Linked DNA regions of Sus scrofa: regions 1 and 3 are each linked to region 2. The links are chromatin contacts, called in public Hi-C and promoter capture Hi-C maps. All regions are on one chromosome and are shown on one strand. The core of a region is the stretch at or near the end of the contact, and the rest is flanking DNA. Distances in the headings are between cores, read along the strand shown.

Region 1 (4,759 bases), core at 1,626-4,125, 120 kb after region 2:
AAGGCTCTCAAGATGAAGACCCTAAATCCAGTGACAGGTGAACTTGTAGGGAAAGACACAGAGACAGAGGGGAGCAGCCATGTGAGGACAGAGGCAGAGACTGGATTTCTGTTGCCTCCAGCCAAGCCGAGCCTGGAGCCACTGAAAGCTGGAAGAAGAGCCTCCTCTAGAACCTCTGGAGGGAGTGTGGCCCTGCCAACACCTTGATTTTCGACTATGAGAGAATACATTCCTGATGTTCTAAGCCACTAAGTTTGTTACAACAGCCGGAGGGAACTAATACAACCAGAGTCAGCCAGCTCCAGAACCCTGACTCTCAACCCTGCATCAATGATCCTTGAACAGAAAGGGGAAAAGATTCTTTCATATCCAAGATTTTATCATCCCAGACAGAGATACTCAGTTTGAGAAACATGGACTTTCTCCTCTTGACAAGGCTTCAGTTTTTGTTTTTTGGTTTTGGTTTTTTGTTTGTTTGTTTTTGCTTTTTAGGGCCGCACCCACAGCATACTGAAGTTCCCAGGATAGGGGTCGTCAGAGCTACAGCTGCCAGCCTACACCACAATCACAGCAACTGCAACGCAGGACCCGTGCCGCATCTGCAACCTACACCACAGCTCAGGGCAACGCCGGATCCTTAACCTACCAAGCGAGGCCAGGGAATCAAACCCACAACCTCATGGTTCCTAGTCGGATTCGTTCCCACTGTACCACGATGGGAACTCCCAAGGCTTGTTATAAATGATCTCTAAAAGAGAAGGGGGGAGTTCCCATCGTGGCGCAGTGGTTAACGAATCCGACTAGCAACCATGAGGTTGCAGGTTCGGTCCCTGCCCTTGCTCAGTGGGTTAACAATCAGGTGTTGCCGTGAGCTGTGGTGTAGGCTGCAGACGCGGCTCGGATCCCACGTTGCTGTGGCTCTGGCGTAGGCTGGTGGCTACGGCTCCGATTAGACCCCTAGCCTGGGAACCTCCATATGCCGCGAGAGCGGCCCAAGAATTAGCAAAAAAAAAGACAAAAAAAATAAATAAATAAAAGAGAAGGGTTCTTTTTAGAACCAATAACAATTCTGTGTGTATCCACAAAACAACACAAAAGCAAAAACTATCCCAGAGAAAGACGTACAGAGGCAAGACCTCAAGACTACGTGTAGAGTGGGTGGGAACACTTTGTACTACCTTCCTAGTAATTCAATAAACCTAAAACCTTTCAAAAATCAAAAGAAGTTTATTTACAAAGAAAAACCAACTCCTGTGGAACTCCTTTGAGGATCAGCCCTGGGACCCTAGTTTGAGAAACGCTGCCCTACACTGTTCTCCACCCTATTAATGCTGGTTGAATAAACAGCCATGCTTACGATCTGGGGGATCCTGTTGGGCTTAAGTGTCTGTCCTGAGCTCCAATCCCCCCCGGGATACCCTTCTCTCTCCTCATCTGGTCCAAGAAAGTCAAAAAAGTCATGCAACACTGGGAGCTCCCTTATTTGGGTTTTCCAAGTTGAGGTGTGGGGAGCACCCTCTGCCTGAGCTCCATACACTTCCCTTCAGAAAACCCTGTTCCCAAAGTGGCAGAAAACTCACAGAGGCCAAAGCCAGGAAAGGCCTCCTCAGTGACTCCCCAGAGCATCAGGGCAAGAAACCCGGAGAGACAAAGCTAAGTGTAACAGTATAACAAAATGTGAAGGCGGAATCCTGACAGAAGACAACAGATAAGAAAGAGTAACAAGAGGAAGAAAAAGGATAAACTACAAAGAAGCAGAGTCCTCGGCAAACACCTTTGTAATTTTTTCCCCCCACCGAAATGTCAGTTTTGAAACTCGCTTCTGAAAATTCAGCCCACTTCTCACATCCCCAAAAAGGAAAATCGGAGGACCGTGGCGAAGAAGGAGGCAATGTTACCCCTTACTTCAGAGCCGGGCATCAAGAAGGGACCCTACCCATCCACGTATCCACGAGGCTCACAGCCAGTGGCTCGCACCAACCTCGCATGGGCCCTCTCCTCAGATCTAGAAGTTTCCCACTCGGGGGTCCGGATTGCCAAGCCCTCCGGATGGGTGGCACAGGGTCCTCCAGGCTGGGCACCACTTTCCAACCGTCCTTGGCAGTTCAGAGGGTCTCCCGAGGTGGCCACACACCCCCTCCTCCCAGCTAGGGCGGCCACACCCGCCCCCAGACTCCCACCTCTCCCACGCCTCAGGCCCCCTCCCCTCCCACCCAGCCTCCACAACCCCAGCTTCCTGCGAATTCTCCCTTCCACTCGCGGCCCCCCACTTCCTGCTCACCCCCTCCCAATCTCAGGGCCCTCACTACTCCCCCATTTCCCGCTTCCCTCCATAGTCCGGGCACCTCACCTCTGGCCACCACGCACGCCCTCTTTTTCTGCCGCTTGACACCGTCCCTCCACACCCCTCAACTCGGGGACCCGCACACCTAACTCCCCCGGCTCGGCCCCAAGGACCCCACCCCAGGCCCCCACGAGTCAGGGCCCCTCACCCTCGGGGCCCCGGGCCCCTCACTGTGGTCGCGTCCCTCCCGCCCTGGGCCCCCCGCCCTGCCGGCCTCGTGCGCAGCCCCCGCGCGCAACCCGGCCCTCGGCCCGGCCCCGGAGCCCCGCACTCACGGCTGTAGAGGGCGATGCCCGCCGCGTCCGGGCCGGCGCGCACCTCGAGGCGCAGTGCCTGCTGCTCCGCGTGCCGCTGGATCTCGCCGTTCGCGTCGCCGATGGTGAGGAGGCGGGCGCCGGGGAACACGGACACGGCCCCGCAGGGCCCCGCGACACCCGGGCCGGCCGCCCCTGCGCCGCCCACGCCCGGCCCCGCCGCCGCCGTCGCTGCTGCCATCTTAGATCCGGCTCCAGGCCCCGCCGCCGCCGCCGCCGCCGCGCCCGGGCCCAGGCCGCCGCCGCTGCCGCCGCTGCCGCCGCCGCGCAGGCCGAGGCAGAGGCCGAGCCGGGCAGCGCCGCCTGCCGGCCACGCGCCGCCTCGCCGCCACCGCGGCTGCTGCCCGGCCCCGTGGCGCAGCGCCCCCTGCCGGCGGCCCTGGGCGCTGGGAGGGAGCACGCTGGAGGGGCGGGGCCTGCCCCACCCAACCCCGCCCCGCCCCGCGCGAGCGGTCGCCGCTTTGTGAGGTGACTCCGCGGTCCAGGAACAGCGGGGACAAGAGCGTACGTCGGGGGAGGTGCTTGCGGCGCGAACACGCCCCTGGGCCTCGGCCCCGCCCCCCGCCCGGCGCGGCCTGAACTGCCGGCGGTGCTTTGTGAGGCAGTGAGGCCGCCGAGGCCCGGGGAGGGAGGGGGCCGGAACGCGCGTCAGGGGGACGGTGCTTATGCCCCGGACACGCCCCCTTGCCCCGCCCCGACAGTCGTGCCCAGAGAGGTGGCTCCCCAGCTAGAAAAACGGCGGGGGCGGACCTGACGCCCAGCAGCTCCGACACGCCCCTGAAGCTTGGGTCCGCCCGTTGCCCCTCCCGGCTTTGTGAGGTGACACGCTGAGGGGCGGGGTCCAGCTGCGAAGAGGCCCCGCCCCTACACCGGTCCTGTTCCCTCCCGCTTGCTTTGTGAGGCTCTGGGTTCAGGGGAAGACCGGAGTGAGGGGCGGGGACAGGACGTAGGGACACGCCCCAGCCGCAGCCGGCGGGATGGAAAAACAGTTTGAGTTAGGACTTGACCCCAGTACCCCACCGGGAACTCCTGCCTGAGCACTCAGCCACTCCTCCGCTCCACTCCATCATCTCCAGCCCCTTACTCTAGGGCCCTCCTCCTCCATCCTCAGCCCTTCACTGTCTTCTCCCCTACAAAAAATTCTTGGACCCCTCCTTTAGCCCCTTTCCTCTTCTACTTTCCCTGCCCCGAATGATGGCTGGCCAGCAAATCGGGGCCAAGTGCCCCTTTCCATACACACACAAACACATATCTGTCTTCCCTCCAGTTCCCCCCTCCACTGGTCCAGGGGCCCATTCTCTTTGGGGGAGTTCCAAAGGGGTTTGCAGCCACATTCTCCAGCTGCCTCTCTAACCTAGACCTGCTCATTTAGTACTGTCCTTCCCAATGTTCCTCTTCCTCCACCCCACCATCATTCCACCTCCTGTGCTCACCAATACAAAGAATTTAGCTGAGGCCCACGTGGTACTACCCCATCCACGCACCCCCGAGAGCTTCCCCATACACCACACTGAGTGCTACAATCAGTGATTGGACCCCAGAAGCCCCGGGCTTGAAGGAGTACATTCCATCGAGACTTTGAGAACAGCTCAACACATTATAATTAATAACTTAGGCATGCCAGCAGGGCACACAGAATATACCCCCAGGTACCCTATGCTCCAGAAAACCAGCCAGGTTGGTCAAGTTAGGTGTGGCATAGAAGGAGGAAACCAGAGAGGTGTGCAGAGAGCTCAGACTTCACAGTGCCCCAGCAAAGGGCCAGCAGGGAACCTAACATCTCCTTCACTGGTGGCCTGGGAAGCTGGGAATCCAAAGAGAGGCTTCCTACTTTCCATCCAGCCTCTAGGCCAGTGCTTGCACTCGTTCTCCCACCCCTGCCCCTCTGCAAGGCCAGGGTTCCCCTTAATCGCCTCTGTTCACTTCCCTGAGTAAGCAGCAGCCAGAAGTCCCCAAAGTAGCTGGAGGGGCCTGAGGCACCAAATAGGCCGGCCAGCTCAGGGAGAGGGCTGAATGGAGGGCACAGAGACATAGAGAGAGGGATCCCCCTAGCAGGCCCGGAAAGTGCTGAATTCAGGAGGCTCAGGTGAGGATGACGTGG
Region 2 (4,558 bases), core at 1,946-4,445:
GCAAAAATATAGTCTGTATTTCGACCCACTAGAATGTTGTAGGAATCCTAATAAATGACAACTACAAACTGTTCAGCCCTTTGTGCCAGGCACTGCCCTAAGCACAGTATGTTTGTCGTCTGTCATTTTGCTGTCATTTAGTCCTTGCAACAATCCTACAAGCTGGGTACTATTACTGCCCCCAAATGAGGGACAGGGCCCTTGTCTGCCTGTTTCAGGTTGAACCCCCAGCCATTTCACTACATGAATGTGGAATGCGTGGCTGGGCTACTTCTAGTACAACTCAAGGGAGCACCATTCATGTTGTGTTCTATGGTACATGTGAGTGCCCTCTGTGCCATGGCAGCCCTGATGACTGAGGACTTACAAAGCGCCAGGCACTGTCACCCCTATTTCCTTGAGGCACCAAGAGGGAAGCAGCAAAGCTAGGCGTCAGACCTGGATGTTTGACTGGAGAGCTCTGGACCTCAGTTTCTCCACTGGCAAAATCTTCTCACCAGACATTCACCCAACACACCCAGTCCCTCCCCGTCTCCCACATCACAAAGAGCTAGGACATGGAGCTGGTGTGGGGTTACAACCCAACGTTTGAGGACCCACAAGAGGTAAAAAAGGTAAATAAATAAATATGTGTTCCTGTTGAAGTGCTTTTCACTGACAACAAATTTGGAGACCACTGCACTGCCCCCCCGCTAAAGCTCTGGTGAGGTCAGCTCACAACCACCCCTGGGCTCAAAAACCTTCAAGATCACCATCTCCTGACGGGTTGGACACAAAATGATTTTAAGTGGCATGTGGAGCAATGTTTATTATTGTCACAATTATGTATGCATTGATTTTAAAGAAAATTAGGAAAATATATATAACCAGCACATCAAACCCGGGATTTCTGGAATACAGAATGACTCTAAATTATGTTTTCAGTTTTTTTATACAGCTAATTTACATATATATAAATAATATAAACACCAATAAGTTGAGGGCTCATTACATGTCAGGCTCTGCAGATGGTAAGCCACTTCCCACACTGTCTTTTGAACTCTCACAATAACTCTCTGAGGTGACACCACTATCGTACCTGTTTCACAAGAGGGGAGTCTACTGTTAAGTGTCTTGCTTGAGGTCAAACTAGGATTAAGAGATGGGTATAAATCCAGGAGGTCTGATTCCAGAACTAGCTCTCCACACCACCACCTCATATTAACCACAGCCCTACATCTTCATTTTTGGGGGAATGAGGTTTGGGAAACAATGGCCTAGAAAGTTAAAACAACAACAAAAACCCTCCAACAACTAACATTTATCGCCTACAACCCACTTTCAGTCGTGGGCCAAGCACTTCACACACAGCTTCACTCAATCCTCCTGAACACCCTCCTCTTCATCCACAAATGGCTGCTAAGGGCCTACTACGTGCTTCAGGAGATCAGGGAGACAGAGCTGTGAGAGCTCTGATGGCCCTTGGAAAAGAATAGATGTGTAATTACAAACCCAGATAACTGCTACACAAGAAAGGATCAAGGTGATGTGAGAATAGCAGAGGGGAGCAATGACTGGTCCCAGATGGTCAAATGCAACCTGGACATCCTCCCTGATCCTCAGTAAAGGCTCCTCTTCCACGCAACCTCCCTAATCTCTGACTCCCATCACTGGGCATCCATCCACTGTGTTCCTCTCACATGACAGGCCAAGGGGAGTAGTCCCCACATTTACCACCTGTTCCCCTACAAGGCTGGAGAGGCTCCCAAGGCATCCAACCTCCAATCATCTAACACCCAGTAGGGACTCAACAAACTTTTGTTTAACAATAAAGGAGGAGATTGGACTGAACAACAAAATAGTGCTTCCCTCTAACCAGGAACCATTTTATTGGCTTTCACCAACTCCATTTGTGGCATTATTGCCATTTCACAAATGAGGAAACTAAGAGGTTCAGAAAAATTAAGTTATTTGCCTAAGGTCACATAGCTAAGTAACCAGCAACGCCAGAAATCAAACCCAACTCCAGTCTGTCAATTGAAAGTGAAAACTTACTTCAAATTCCTAGGAAGTGGTTCTAACATTATTCCCTACTTTACCTAAGGATTCACTGGGGGTGGGGGCGTGGGGTGGCTACCTAGGCTAGTCTTCAAGATCGGCACAAAACACCTTCTCCTTAAAGATCCACATCTTAAATAAAAGCGTTAATCTGGAAAATCAATTGCGAGGAAGGGAAAAGGATGGAAAACTAAAACAAAGCTTTCAACAGCAGTTCTCCCGGTCCTTCCCGACTAGCTGCGGATCCTCCGATTTAAGGCAAACATTCTGGAGTCACTACTTTACAAGGGGCTGAAAGAGTTATTTACCTTGCCTTGAAAACCTAAAATTGACTTTTTAAAAATGAAATTTTAGGTCATCTAAACCAATTGTGCTGCTAATGTTCATGTCCAGGCGACGCTGGACATATCTGGGGGTTTTCCTACTGAGCGATGACCGCAGCCTTGTTAAAAGGCAACAATCGAGTCGGACCCGTTACAACGTAGCCAGAATAGCCCGGACGCCTGGCTATTGTTATAGCCGCAGCTGAGACCGCGATGGGGGCCGGGCCCGTGGCCCGCCGACTGGGCGAAGAGCTTTGTCCGGCGACCCCGGCGAGAGCGCGCGCGAGGGGCGCGCGGCCTCCACGCGGCCCGGGCCCCCACCCCACCCGCCGCGGATACTGTAGCCGCCGCGGCCTCGATGCACTGTGGCCTTCCCCGCGCGCGCGGTGCAGGCCAGGCGTCTTGACCCTCGGGCGCCGCCGTACCCCGGCCCTGCTCCGGGCGCCGGCGGCCCCCTCCCCCCTCGGAACCCCGGCTCCATTCAAACCGTCCTCCCAAGCCCCGCGCCGCGCTCCCCCCGCGATCTGCGTTCCTTACCGGGAGTCGCCGGTGCCGTCGCCTTCCTGGCGCCGCCCCCGCCCCTCCGCGCGAGGCCGGGGGCAGAATGGGCGTCTCGCCTCTTCTCACGAAACAAAGAAGCCGCCGCTGCCGCCGCCAAGCGAGGGTAAGCCTCGCGCGCGCGCCCGCCGGCCTCGGCCGCCCCCCCCACGCCACCCGCGCCCCCGCTGCGCGCGCACTCGTCACCTCCCCTCCCCCCCACCACTAAGCGCCTCTCCCGCTTCCGCCGCCCGCCCGGTCTCGTGCGCGTGCCCGCCCGCCCTTCCGCTCCTAGAGCGCGTGCGTGTCGGCCGCGGGGGTGGGGTGGGGAGGGGGCGGGGCCAGAGAGAGCTAGCGCCCCGGACGCACCTCCCTACTTTGTGCGGGACGCGCCTGCGCTTGCGCATGGGGGTGGTTCTTCGCCTTCCGCACGTCGTGCGTCGCCACTGCTCCGAGCATGCGCAGAGCGGGCGCCACTGCGGCGGCGGTAGTGGTGGTGGTAGTGATGGTGGTGGTGGGTGGCTGGGGGATGGGACTGGATGGCGGCAGGGTCTTTGGGGAAGGGGTGGCAGAGGGGCCCTGAGACCGGGAAGTGAGGATGCAAGGCAGTGCTTGAGGGGAAGAGGCGGGGAGGCTGGGCCAGAGATGAGCAGAGCCGGCCTCCGGGTCAAGGGCGAACTTAGGAACCGTTTTCATCCTTGGTAGGGGGGATGTGGTGCCCTTTGGGCAGTCTGACGGGTACGGACTGTGGCTGTCTTTTGTGCAGAGCCTATGTAAGGCTATTAATTAGCAGATATTTATTGATTTGCTGTTGAGTTGCGGCACCGGACATAAAATTTCAGCTGCTGTGGCTCTCATGATCTAATGGGGGAGGCAGGCGCGAGGCAAGAGAACCAAGTAAAATATAAAATACACTGTGTTGAAATGGAGACATGAAAAGTGGTGGAAATTTTAAAGCGGCAGCTAGGGAAGGCCGCGTTGGGAAGACATTTGAGTCCAGTAGTAAAAGCAGTGAGGGAGAGAGCCTTGTTAGAAGTATGAAGGCCTAGAGCTTGTAGGCGGCTTCCTCTATGTTTTTAAAGTATCTCCAGCCCCACCTCATTTAGCCCCACAACTGAGCAAATGCTCCCCAAAGTCAAGTCCCACAGCCTGTGACTGTCCCTATCCCTGCTTCTCCCAGGCCCACTCTTCCTCATTTTTCAGGTCTCAGTTGACTTACCACCTCCACCAGTCTTGCCTCCTCTTTGATCACTGCCTCCATTCCCTTTCCTTCACATTTCTTGGGTACCTTTTTAAGTTTTTTTATTATAGTTGATTTATAATATCCTGTCAGTTTCTGCTGTACAGCATCCTTCTCTTCAATTTAAATGGCATGATGTTGTCAATTTTAGTCCCTAGTGAATACCCAGCATCTACTGTAGTGTGCCACCCCCACCCCCCCACAAGACAGTTTAAAAAATTTTTTTAGGGAGTTCCCATCGTGGCTCATCAGTAACGAATCTGACTGGCATCCATGAGGATGAAGGTTCGATCCCTGGCCTTGTTCAGTGAGTTAAGGATCCTGCATTGCTGAGCTATAGTGCAGGTCACAGACACAGCTTGGATCCTGTGTTGCTGTGGTGTAGGCCAACAGCTACAGCTCTGATTCCATGCCTAGTCTG
Region 3 (4,767 bases), core at 748-3,247, 68 kb after region 2:
CTTGGGTTGGTAATGATTACATAAGTTATGACGGGGGGGGGGGGGGAGGGGGGGGAAGCTGGGTGAAGATACACAGGATGTCTATTTTTCCAGTCTCCTCTGAAACTATAAAAATTTTTTTTGTCTTTTTGCTATTTCTTGGGCTGCCCCTGTGGCATATGGAGGTTCCCAGGCTAGGGGTCTAATTGGAGCTGTAGCCACCGGCCTACGCCAGAGCCACAGCAACGCGGGATCCCAGCCGCGTCTGCAACCTACACCACAGCTCACGGCAACGCCGGATCGTTAACGCACTGAGCAAGGGCAGGGACCGAACCCGCAACCTCATGGTTCCTAGTCGGATTCGTTAACCACTGCATCACGACGGGAACTCCTGAAATTATAAATTTTTTAAAAATTAATTTAAAAAAACATTTTAGTCATGGAAACAGGATAAACATTTCAGTTCAAATTTTAAAATGAAAATCTAGGAGTTCCCATCATTGTGAAAAAATCGGACTAGGAACCATGAGATTGCAGGTTCCATCCCTGGCCTCTCTCAGTGGGTTAAGGATCCAATGTTGCCCTGAGCTGTGGTGTAGGTCGCAGATGCGGCTTGGATCCCACGTTGTTGTGGCTATGGTGTAGGCCAGGGGCTACAGCTCTGATTAGACCCCTAGCCTGGCAACCTCCATATGCCGTAGGTGCGGACCTAAAAGAACAAAAAAAAGAAAAAAGAAAATCTAAAAGTTCTTAGGAGAGCTTGGGAGTCACCTAACAACTGTGATACCTCAGTCGGAGGAATCTTTAAGCCCAGTGCAAAGGCTTATTTCCATCTAAGGCTCCTCACTAACTCTGGCAGTGATAAATGTTACAAGGCATGTCCTTCTGCTCTTCCCAACTCCAAGACCAAGGAGGCTCTGAATTAGCGTCAACTCACAAGGAACAGGTGAGAGGGAGGCCCTCAATTTTGTGAAAACCCACGGAGAGATCACTGCACACAATTTATTTCCATCGCTCTACGTCTGAGGCTGATTCTCACCAACGGCACAATCCTTGATCGGCAGTCTGCTTGGGCTCAGGATCCGGTCAGGACCCAGGCCGCAATGGGTTTCATCTAGCGACTTCCGAGGGCGCCAGGGGATCGGCTTGGCTCAGGGCGAGCTGGTCTTTCTTCTCCTTCTGCAGGACCTGCTCCTCCCACAGCGCCTGATCCACCTGATCGTCGGTGAGCACTACAGGCTTGTACTTCTCATCGAAGAGCCGCTCGTTGGCTTCCGAGTGCAGCTGGTGGGGCTCCACGACGCGTAGATGTGCCGGCAGGTGCAGGAACTCGTCGTGGTTGATGTCGCAGTCGCGCATCCGGGCCCCCAGCACCCACCAGCGGCCCACGAAGCCCACATCCAAGATCCGGTCCGGGAAGTCCGCCCAGCGGGGCTGCAGGTAGCGGCAGCGGGCCTGGTAGAGGCTGACCTGGGCGTCGAACGGCGCCTCGTACACAAGCGAGCAGAGGCCCAGGCTCACGTGGCGCAGGCGGCCGCGACCCCGCAGCCAGAGCAGCCGCTGCACAAATGCTTCAGAATCGCGGTTGCGTGTGGCCGGCGCCAACAGCAGGAGCGTCCCCGACGCATCCAGCAGCGCCTCCTCAAAGGCTGCCTCACTCGGCGCCAGGGCGCAGCAGGCCGCCGCGCCGCCCAGCAGCCCCACGTACACGGCTGCACGCCCGGGCCGGGCTCGCGCTGCCGCCGCCGCGTCTCTGCAGGCCTCTGCGTAGTCCTGGAGCAGCGCGCGGGCCCAAGCTCCTGAGAGGAGAGAAGCGCGATGAGGGCGGTCGGGCCGCTGCGGCCCCCCACCCCCACCGCCTAGCGCCTCTACTCACCCAACCGCGCCCACACGCCAGGCTTTGCAGCCGCAGCGTCCCCCGCCTCCCCACGGCTTCGGGACCACAACCTCTTCAGTGCAGCGGCCGCCATCCTCTTCCGGCTGGGCGTCCCTACTCCGAAAAGAAACGCCTGGTATGCGAAACAAAAAGATCCGGTGAATATCTTCTGCGCAAGCGTCAACATTTCCGGAGGTAGTTTCCCATCGGAAGACGATAGAAAACGGACCGACGCCGGATGTTGCTGTCGGGTCCGACTGGGGTTGCCCCGGCTGGTAGGCGGGTCGCGCAGGCGCAGAGAGTACCGGCCACGCCAGTTGAGGCGGCCTCAGGTGAGGTGGGCGGGGGTGCACCTGGGGGGCGGGAGTGCTGTGTTCACGCCCCTGCGGTACGGTCAGCCGCCAAACGGGGCTCGGGGCTGAGGGTTGGCTTCAAGGAGTGGCGCTGAGTGGGGTTGGGGTGGGCCTGATTGGCCTCTCTCCTCAGAGCGGGATGCGGCGACGCCCCTGAGTGATCATGGCAGCGGCGGACGAGCTGGCCTTCCACGGTGAGTGCCGCCGCGGTCTGACCCCACTCCTACTCCCTCCACTGGCCAGAACCTCCCATCCAGGTCCCAGCTCACATCTAACCGGAATCCCAGTCAGCTGTGAAACCTGACCCAGGCAGGAACCTCGCTCCAGCCCTAAACTCAGACCTCAAACCTGAGCCTCTACCCCATACCAGCCCTCAATTGCGGTCCAGTGTTAGGAGTGAGGGGAAGGGGACACACCTCTTTCCCACTCCCCAAAATTGAGGAAGCTGTACCCTGGGTTGGGGGGAACACCGAGGTGGTCACAGTTAGTCTTGGCCCCCAGATGAGCAGTGGGCAGAACCAAATTGTCTTGACCCCTTCAAATACACCTGTGTCCCATATTCCTTCTCAGCAGAGTTCGAGGAAGCCACTAATTTGCTGGCCCAGACCCCAGAAGCGACCACCACCAGAAGTGATCAGTTGACCCCCCAGGGGCATGTGGCTGTGGCCATGGGCTCAGGGGGCAGCTATGGAACTGAGGATGATGCAGAGGAGAGTGACAAGGCAGCGGTGGGTCCCCTAAGTCTCTGTGCCCTGCCTTTGTCTAGTCCCTGCTGCCCTTCACCCCTCACTGAAAGCCCACACTGTTCAGCTCCTACAGGAGGAGAAGCAGCAGCCTGGTTTCTGGACCTTTGGCTACTATCAGACATTCTTTGACGTGGACACTTCACAGGTCAGACCCGGGGAGTTGGTGGAATGGGGCTCAGAGTCACACTTGGGGTTCAGCCACTAGTCACTGAGCATTTCCTGCGCACCAGGCCCTGAGCAAGTGCTAGCAATACTCATATGAGAGAACAAGAGTCCTACCCAGGCTGGTAGATGTAACTGTGTGGACTGCAAGGATTTTGATGTGTGACAGGGAACACACGTGATATGGTGGGTTAGGGAAGGACCCCTTGGGAGAGATGAGGAATTTGCTGACACTTAAAGGAGAAGGTAGATTTAGCCAGGCAGAGTGGAAGGAAGCTTAAGTACGTTCCAGGCCCAGGAAACAGCATAGGTAGAGGAGCAGTAATGAGAGAAGACAAAAACTACTGCAGAGGCCTTGTATCACTCAGTCTGGAGAGTGAAATGGGAGACAGGTGGAGAGAATCCAGGTCACAGGGGTCTCTTGAGCTTTGTTAGGGAGTTTGGGTTTTATCCTAACGGTGCTGGGGGGTCATGGAAGAGTTTAGAGGGGGAGAGAATTGAGTAGCGTGGAACACGGATCGGAGGCCCCAGGACAGGGAGATAATATTAAACCAAGGTTGTAGAATAGGGGACATATTGGGAGAGACACGTGAATGAGAACGCCCGGGATTTGTTGCCGATCCTTATGGGGGCAGGGAGGAGAGAGCAAAAAGGGGAGTCCAGGACACGGATTCTGAGAGGAAGGAGATGCAAAGAAGATAGCAGGCCCAGAAGTGTTCTTTAGAGTGGTGGGACACTGGGATAGTGAGTGGGGCCTGGCCAGGGGAAGGGCTCCAGGCCATGGGAATAGCCCGTTAGAAACCAGAGAGGAGTTCCCATTGTGGTTCAGCGGGTTAAGAATCTGACTACTATCCATGAAGATGTGGGTTTGATCCCTAGCCTCACTCATTGGGTTAAGGATCTGGTGTTGCCTCAAGCTGCGGTGCAGCTTGCGCATGTGGTTCCGATTCCGCCTGGCTGTGGCTATGGCCAGCAGCTGTAGCTCTGATTCGACCCCTTGCCTGCGAACTTCCATATGCTGCAGGTGTAACCTTTATTTAAAAAAAAAAAAAGGAAACCCACAGGGAAGAGCCCTTTTTGGTGGTGTGGAGAGGAGGTGGGAGGTCAGCAGGGAAGGAACCCCTAAGGAGCTTAACCCCGCTCTTTTTTTTTTTTTTTTTTTTGTCTTTTTTGTCTTTTTGTCTGTTGTTGTTGTTGTTGCTGTTGTTGCTATTTCTTGGGCCGCTCCCGCGGCATATGGAGGTTCCCAGGCTAGGGGTTGAATCGGAGCTGTAGCCACCGGCCTACGCCAGAGCCACAGCAACGCGGGATCCGAGCCACGTCTGCGACCTACACCACAGCTCACGGCAACGCCGGATCGTTAACCCACTGAGCAAGGGCAGGGACCGAACCCGCAACCTCATGGTTCCTAGTCGGATTCGTTAACCACTGCGCCACGACGGGAACTCCAACCCCGCTCTTTTGTGGGTGGTGAAGAGCCCCAGGCAGGCTTCCATCCTACACCTCGGCTCTGCCCCCCAGGTCCTGGACCGGATTAAAGGCTCACTGCTGCCCCGGCCTGGCCACAACTTTGTACGGCACCATCTGCGGAATCGGCCAGACCTGTATGGTGAGTGAGGTTGTGTGTTTTGTTCATTCAATTAGTCCTTTG

What was found. Promoter capture Hi-C pulls out the DNA fragments that hold promoters and counts their contacts. Hi-C and Micro-C count contacts between places; a contact is called where the count stands out from the background.
Region 1: a Hi-C map of embryonic fibroblasts shows a contact between it and region 2, with 2.9 times the contacts expected there. The contact joins the promoter of CARM1 here to the promoter of SMARCA4 in region 2. A contact is called at or near these places in 5 of 47 Hi-C or Micro-C datasets (embryonic fibroblasts, epiblast stem cells, heart right ventricle and 2 more).
Region 3: a promoter capture Hi-C map of liver shows a contact between it and region 2, with 2.2 times the contacts expected there. The contact joins the promoter of TIMM29 here to the promoter of SMARCA4 in region 2. A contact is called at or near these places in 3 of 5 promoter capture datasets (fetal liver, fetal skeletal muscle and liver) and 4 of 47 Hi-C or Micro-C datasets (epiblast stem cells, heart right ventricle, liver and 1 more).

The regions. Positions count from the first base shown.
Region 1 is chr2:69,600,237-69,604,995 of Sscrofa11.1, reverse strand. It overlaps CARM1 (histone-arginine methyltransferase CARM1), which reads right to left and starts at 2,875. Exons shown (of 15, transcript XM_021083821.1): 1 at 2,620-2,875. The coding sequence starts at 2,839. It overlaps C2H19orf38 (protein HIDE1), which reads right to left. Exons shown (of 7, transcript XM_013994683.2): 7 at 4,236-4,759. The coding sequence ends at 4,707.
Region 2 is chr2:69,715,812-69,720,369 of Sscrofa11.1, reverse strand. SMARCA4 (transcription activator BRG1) reads right to left here and starts at 3,195. Exons shown (of 34, transcript XM_021083849.1): 1 at 2,898-3,195. LOC110259342 (a long non-coding RNA gene) reads left to right here. Exons shown (of 2, transcript XR_002341646.1): 1 at 1-3,024.
Region 3 is chr2:69,646,900-69,651,666 of Sscrofa11.1, reverse strand. TIMM29 (mitochondrial import inner membrane translocase subunit Tim29) reads right to left here and starts at 1,997. Exons shown (of 2, transcript XM_003123205.4): 1 at 1,856-1,997; 2 at 1-1,778. The coding sequence starts at 1,949. The coding sequence ends at 1,090. It overlaps YIPF2 (protein YIPF2), which reads left to right and starts at 1,976. Exons shown (of 9, transcript XM_021083826.1): 1 at 1,976-2,187; 2 at 2,342-2,402; 3 at 2,779-2,936; 4 at 3,019-3,099; 5 at 4,638-4,725. The coding sequence starts at 2,372.